Linked DNA regions of Danio rerio: region 1 is linked to region 2. Evidence: chromatin contacts called from public Micro-C data. All regions are on one chromosome and are shown on one strand. Each heading gives the region's core, a stretch centred on a gene start, on an enhancer-like site or on the middle of the called end of the contact. The rest is flanking DNA. Distances are from core to core; before and after follow the strand shown.

Region 1 (3,249 bases), core at 593-3,092, 46 kb before region 2:
TCACAAGAAAATAACCAAGTTAGCAAGTCACAATCAAGAAGTCACTACTATGCGAAAAGGAGTTAAAGCAAAAAATTGCATTATGCATCATGCATTGTTACAAAAAATAGAAATAAAAAACAAGAGAAAAAAATATATATTACCACATGGCCTCTTAGGACTTCTGTAAAAAAAAAAAAAAATAGCACAGCTGTCACTGTACCATTTTTATAAACCAAAAATATGACTTATATTTGACACACACACACAACACTATCACATATTGATATAAATAATAAAGTTATGTTTTGTTCACTGTTAATGCATCAGTGTTGTGGCCAAGAATATTTTTGTAATCCAATTCAAAGCTTTGAAGAAGTTGAAATTTCAGTTGTTAATATTCTGGTGTTAAAGGCATTCATTATTATCATAAGGACCTCTTTTGTCACCATTGTACGACCATTCAATGTCACATTAGAGAAAATTCATTCCTTAGTCACGTTCGTTGTATAAAGAGTAATTTTGATGGCAAATGAGTAAAACCTACTGACTTAAAGGATAGTGCCAAAGTAAAAGAATTTAAAATGACAGTTCTTTTATTTATTTCTTTTTTTTAATTTGGGGCTGCACTGGGATCCTTAGAATTTTTTAATATGCCATCAAATGATACTGATTCAAAATGCAGTATTCCTGACAGGATTGTCAGACAGTAATTACACATAACACTAAACAACATTTTAGTCGGTGAAAATGCATTACATTTTTATAGCTTAGATGCTTGAAAAACAAAATGCTGCATTCATGTTCAACAGGTCAATTATATGAGTTTTAATAATTGGTTGAGCTATTTTTAAGTCTTTTTTTTTTTTTTGCATCAGTCACTCTTTAGAAAACAAAAGGATTGAATGTAGACATGGGGCGATTTAGGTAAACCGTGGCTTGGAAATGTCAAGGTTTTAAAACTGCCAACATTTTCTGTAATACCGTTCCTAAAGTGTGCAAGTGTGTAGTCTGTAAGACTTTTTATTTACATTTTTTTTTTATCTCAAGATGTCATTTTAAGTTGTAAATAAATCAGTGTGTTGAAACAAATGAAGACAGCAGAAGTCAATGATTTATTTGGATTATTTAGCCTGACATGTTTACTGCTCCAGAATCCTTAAAAAAAGTTTTTTTTAAGTAGATTATATTGTGTTCAAAAAGGGAAAAACTTTTTGTTTTTTACACAGAAATTTAAAAAGAATATATTTTAGAGCAGTAAACACAATATGTGATTGCGTAAAATCGTCATATTTTTATCCAAGGTTTTCATACCGTTTCTTACACCAGCCCATGTCTAATCGAATGTAAATCCAACACTCTTATTTTATAATAATTACTCTTGCAGGACCATGTTCCCATGCTTCATCTCCAAATAAAAAGTGGTCAAAAGGACAGCGCGCTCTTTTTTTTCACACATGTGGCTGAACACATTTTTACAGCTAGAACTGAACGTTACCCAGTTTATTACCCAGGAGCCTTAGCAAGTAAAAACACAGATCGACAATTATTTTCAAGGGCCGCTTAACAGTATTGTTTTATTGTGCTATTAGCGCATGCCTTGTTGCCAGCCAACTCTTGTTTCTCTCACACTTTGTCTTTTTTTTCTAAGTGATTTTTTTTTTTCCTCCGGTGACCTTTCAGGGGTCTGTGTTCAGGCTACAGAGGGGTCCAAATAACAGTCATCTGGCATCACACACGGAGCAGGCCCGGTTTGGAGGAAACTAGAGAAGTTGTCAGTCTAGAGGGTAATGTCCACCACATGGGGTAAGGAAAGCTGTTGAAGAGGAAAGTATGTGTCACTGCTGGGAGTTTGAAGTCGACTGTTTGAGCCAGGCTGAAAAAAAGAAGAGAAAAAGAAAAGAAAAGAAAAAAAAAGCGCTTACTGGAGCCACATTGGATTCATTTGGCACCGAACCGCTTTTTTGATTTTTTGGCTCACGCTCCCCTATTGGCAAAGACAATGAAGGCTGGTACATAAAGCGAGCCATATGAGCGGGCGAATGTGAAACCTTTCACACAGAGGTGCATTATTCATGACACCGGATGAACTGCTTGGATTATTTTTCATTCATTTTCCCCCAGTAGTGCTGGCAGAAATGGAATCTTAAGTAAGTGGTTTTATTCAAATCATTTCACTACGGCACTGCTGACAATAACAACAACTAAAATGTTCAAACTAAAGTAATAAACGTTTGGGCGTAGGGGTTACTGCTTTTTCATTACTACGACATAAAATGATCAATCAACAGATTGGGATTTGTCTTCCACCTCTTTTTTTTTTTTTTTTGAGATATAAACATGTTGGATTCTCAAAGAAGCCCTACAATATTCAAACCATGTGTTTAATGGGACTTAAATAAACCCTCAAAGTGACAGTTTTAGGAGAAAAACGGATTTGAACAAACCAGTGATGTTAATAAAGTTCCACTGCTTTGGAACAATTGTTTACAGCAATTTGGGTTTTGATTAAATGGATGCTTGTTGAATATTTAAAGGGTTAGTTCACTCAAAAATTCATTTTTCATAGTCATAAATAAATAATCATTAAAATACAGCATGGGCAGATTCTGTGATATTTCTGTATCTGTTTTATAAAGCTTTTCTGTTGGTTTGAGTACATTTAATCTCATTTGGAGACAGAAAAATATACATTTTTAAAAAGATATTTGGTATTAGAATAGCGTCAGTTTAAGTAAACACTGAGTTAACATTTGTACATGTTTATACAGTATACTGTTGGTCGGCAAAAGATTCAAACAATTAAGGGTTACTTACATTTAAATAGAAATTCAAGACTGGGAAGTTGTACATGATACTATATGTAAAAAGTGTAACAAAAGCAGCATTTATATTGGTATAGTATCTGAATAAACAAATAAATAGATAAACAAACAAACAACAAATGAATGAATGAATGAATGAATGAATGAATGAATGAATGAATGAATGAATGAATGAATGAATGAATGAATGAATGAACGAACGAACGAACGAACGAACGAACGAACGAACGAACGAACGAACGAACGAACAAATAAACAAATAAAAACAAATAATGAATAAATAAATAAATAAAAAACAGACAAATAAAAAAGACAAATATAAACAAACAAATATAAACAAAGAAACAAACAAATAAATAACAAAATACATGAATAAATAAATGAACAAATAAATAAATAATAAACAAATAGACAGACAAATATAAACAAAGAAATGTAAACAAAG
Region 2 (3,323 bases), core at 352-2,851:
GGTTTTCCCGTCGGCTGCTTCATGGGGCATTTTAGCCTGAAATCTCTGCGGTGCTACAGTAACTAAAATGTTCGATTTTTTTTCCAGGCGACGAGAGGACGTGAAAAAACCAAGGGTGAACGTGACTGCTCAAACACTGAGGGAATTATCCAAACATGGAGAGAGGGAAAGTGTTAATCTAGCACTAATGTCAGCAACTTTGAGCAATTCAGTTAAACAAACTAAGACTATTACTCAATAAATCAATCAAAAAATAAACACTATAGTGTTACTGTCACAGTCACAGTAAGACTTCATGCACTTTTGGATATGATTAATAGAAATATTTAAAAAATATCTACAGAAATATTTAATTATAATAATAATATAAAATTTAAATAATAATAAAAATTTAAATAATAAAATTAATAATAATAATAATAATAATAATAACAATAATAATACAAATTATTATTATTATTATTATTATTGTGGTTTTTATTTTTGTTATTATTATTAGAAGCTGTAGTAGTAGTAGTAGTAGTAATAGTTGTTGTAGTAGTAGTAGCAGTAGTAGTGTTAGTAGTAGTAGTTTTTAATATTGATATATCTTTAAATATACAATATTGATTATAAATTGAAATACAGTGCATCATTTATTCATTAAAGTGTCAATTGTTGCATTACTTTTTGAACAATTTTCAATATTTAAACAAATTAGAATTTTACATATTTATATTTATATATTGTATTTTGTATTTTTTTTTCTTTACAATAAAATGTGATTATATTTTCTCATTCATTCAACATATTTTACAAGTATTTAAATATTTATCATAATAATTCTTACAAAGTGTACAAACGTACATTAACACATTTATATTAACAAAAACAATGATAATGCATTTAAAATGTAGAACACAATAGTGTGTTCAATAACACATTTTGTTTTAATTTATTACTTTACATTTTTTCATTCATTAATTCCTTTTCTTGTCGGCTTAGTCCCTTTATTAATCTGGGGTCGCCACAGCAGAATGAACCGCCAACTTATTCAGCAAGATTTTACGCAGCAGATGCCCTTCACACACACACTCATACACTACGGACAATTTAGCCTACCCAATTCACCTGTACTGCATGTTTTTGTACTCTGGGTTTTCTCCGGGTGCTCCGGTTTTCCCCACACGAAAGCAGGGAGAACATGCAAACTTCACACAGAAACACCAACTGAGCCGAGGATTGATCCAGCGACCTTCTTGCAGAGAGGTGACAGCACTACCTACTGCGCCACTGCTTTGCCCACTTTACACTTTTTTATTCACAATAAAATACTATAAATGAAAAATACTGAATATGAATGTTGCTCTACATAAGAGAAAACAAGTTCACTGAAATTCTAAACATGGATAAAACAGATGAAAAGTGTGTTATTTTACAGTAGCAATAACAAAGTCCTCAAGAAACTCCTTGAGAAATGAGAAATTCAGAAGGAAAACATACAAACAGAAAGAGCAGCGCTGCTCAGAATGAATTCTTTGTGCCAGTAAAGGCTTGTGATATGTGAGGAAAACACTGCCATTATCACAGTTATTATGCAACAGTTGGCCAGAACTCAGCTCTACTCAACAATGAGAGTGTCAGCAGCACGTCAGACACATCCATTGCTGTTTATTTATGCATGAATCAACATTACAATCCAGCATCTGACACTCTCTCACCTGCAGTTGCTGAAAACATCACACAGACGTACTGAAACATCCCATCTAAAGCTCTTGATGTAATAATAGGCCGATATGAATGTCTCCTCTAGAAGACGTGTTTTCTAATCTAAGCTGACTAAAGTAATAGAGCTATTCTGCCACATTCACAAACGTGATGTCAAAGAGTTTTTATAAAAGGGAGCAGCAGATACAATCAGTAAAGCACAACAAACATACTGTGAAAAATGATTGCTGGGGTAGCACAATGTTGTTGTTTTTTGTTTATGACTAAATTAAAATGGAGAATAAAGGATGCTTTTGATTGGGCTGCTCCTCAAAAGATAACATTTTAAGAATGTTTTTTTATGATTTAAGATAAAACAAGTTTTAAACACATATGCAAGTAAATTATCTTTACATCTGATTAATAAACAAACAAACAAACAAACTAGCAAAATTGAGATTTTTAAAACCAAATGAGAAGAAGAAGAAGAAAAAGAAGAAGGATGATGATGATGATGATGATGATAATAATAATAACAACAAAATAATAATAATGAAATTATTATTGTTGTTAATTATTATAATAACATTATTATTATTATTATCATTATTATTATTATTATTAAAGCATAATAATAATAACAATATTAATAAAAATGGGCGACGCAGTGGTGCAGTAGGTAGTGCTGTCGCCTCGCAGCACGAAGGTCACTAATTGGAGCCTTGGCTGAGTCAGTTCACATTTCTGTGTGCAGTTTGCCTGTTCTCCCTGCATTTGCGTGGTTTCCTCCAGGTGCTCCGGTTTCCCCCCACAGCCCAAAGATAAATGAATGAATGAATGAATGAATAATGAATGAATGAATACTAATAATAATAATAATAATAATAATAATAATAATAATAATAATAATGATGATGATAAATCTTATATAATAATAATCAAATTATTATTATTATTATTATTATTATTATTATTATTATTATTATTATTGTTGTTGTTGTTGTTGTTGTTGTTATTGTTGTTTTCATTATTATTATTATTATTATTATTATTATTATTATTATTATTATTGTAATTAAATGTATGCAACATCTTTAATTGATTCTCTTTGTAAAGGCGAGATCTCATGCATAAAGGGAAAATGTGCTTATGCTATGGCAAAGTTATACAAAGCTTGAAGCATCATTATTGGTACTTGGTATCAGTTGATCACAATGACAAGGAATCGGTACTCAGTATCGGCTGCAAAATTCCTTATCGGAGCATCCCTAATAAATACATCTTTTTATGAATTTTACTGCTGGACTGCTCCATGATGGATATTATTTTTTATATTATTATTATTATTAATACATTACATTATTATAATACTATTACATTTGATTGAATAATAGATATTTAATTATCTTAAAATTGTATTTTTAACTCTCACCATACAAAATATAAAAATGATGTTATATATAGTTTATAGGTATAATTTATTATTTACTTTATTTATTATTAACTTTTAGATGTTTATTGGGGCCCCCAGATTTACTGGGCTGCTTACCTTGCTTTTTCCTTAAATCCGCCTCTGGTTATTTTACAAAAACATTGACTGTTGTTAATATTATTTATTACTAATAATAAACAAATAC

The links. Hi-C and Micro-C count contacts between places; a contact is called where the count stands out from the background.
Region 1: a Micro-C map of caudal fin shows a contact between it and region 2, with 1.8 times the contacts expected there. The contact joins two enhancer-like sites. A contact is called at or near these places in 2 of 18 Hi-C or Micro-C datasets (caudal fin and an unstated tissue).

The regions. Positions count from the first base shown.
Region 1 is chr14:24,651,249-24,654,497 of GRCz12tu, reverse strand. All of the region lies in intron 1 of aff2 (AF4/FMR2 family, member 2), which reads right to left. Among named protein-coding and RNA genes, the nearest start is that of aff2, 65 kb to the right of the region's middle. Within about 2 kb of position 1,842, at least 17 of the 62 cell types and tissues checked have an H3K27ac peak or open chromatin away from gene starts, as enhancers often do. A contact at or near this core is called in caudal fin, where this site is marked.
Region 2 is chr14:24,604,524-24,607,846 of GRCz12tu, reverse strand. The region is part of intron 1 of aff2 (AF4/FMR2 family, member 2); the gene reads right to left. Among named protein-coding and RNA genes, the nearest start is that of aff2, 18 kb to the right of the region's middle. Within about 2 kb of position 1,601, at least 4 of the 62 cell types and tissues checked have an H3K27ac peak or open chromatin away from gene starts, as enhancers often do. A contact at or near this core is called in caudal fin, where this site is marked.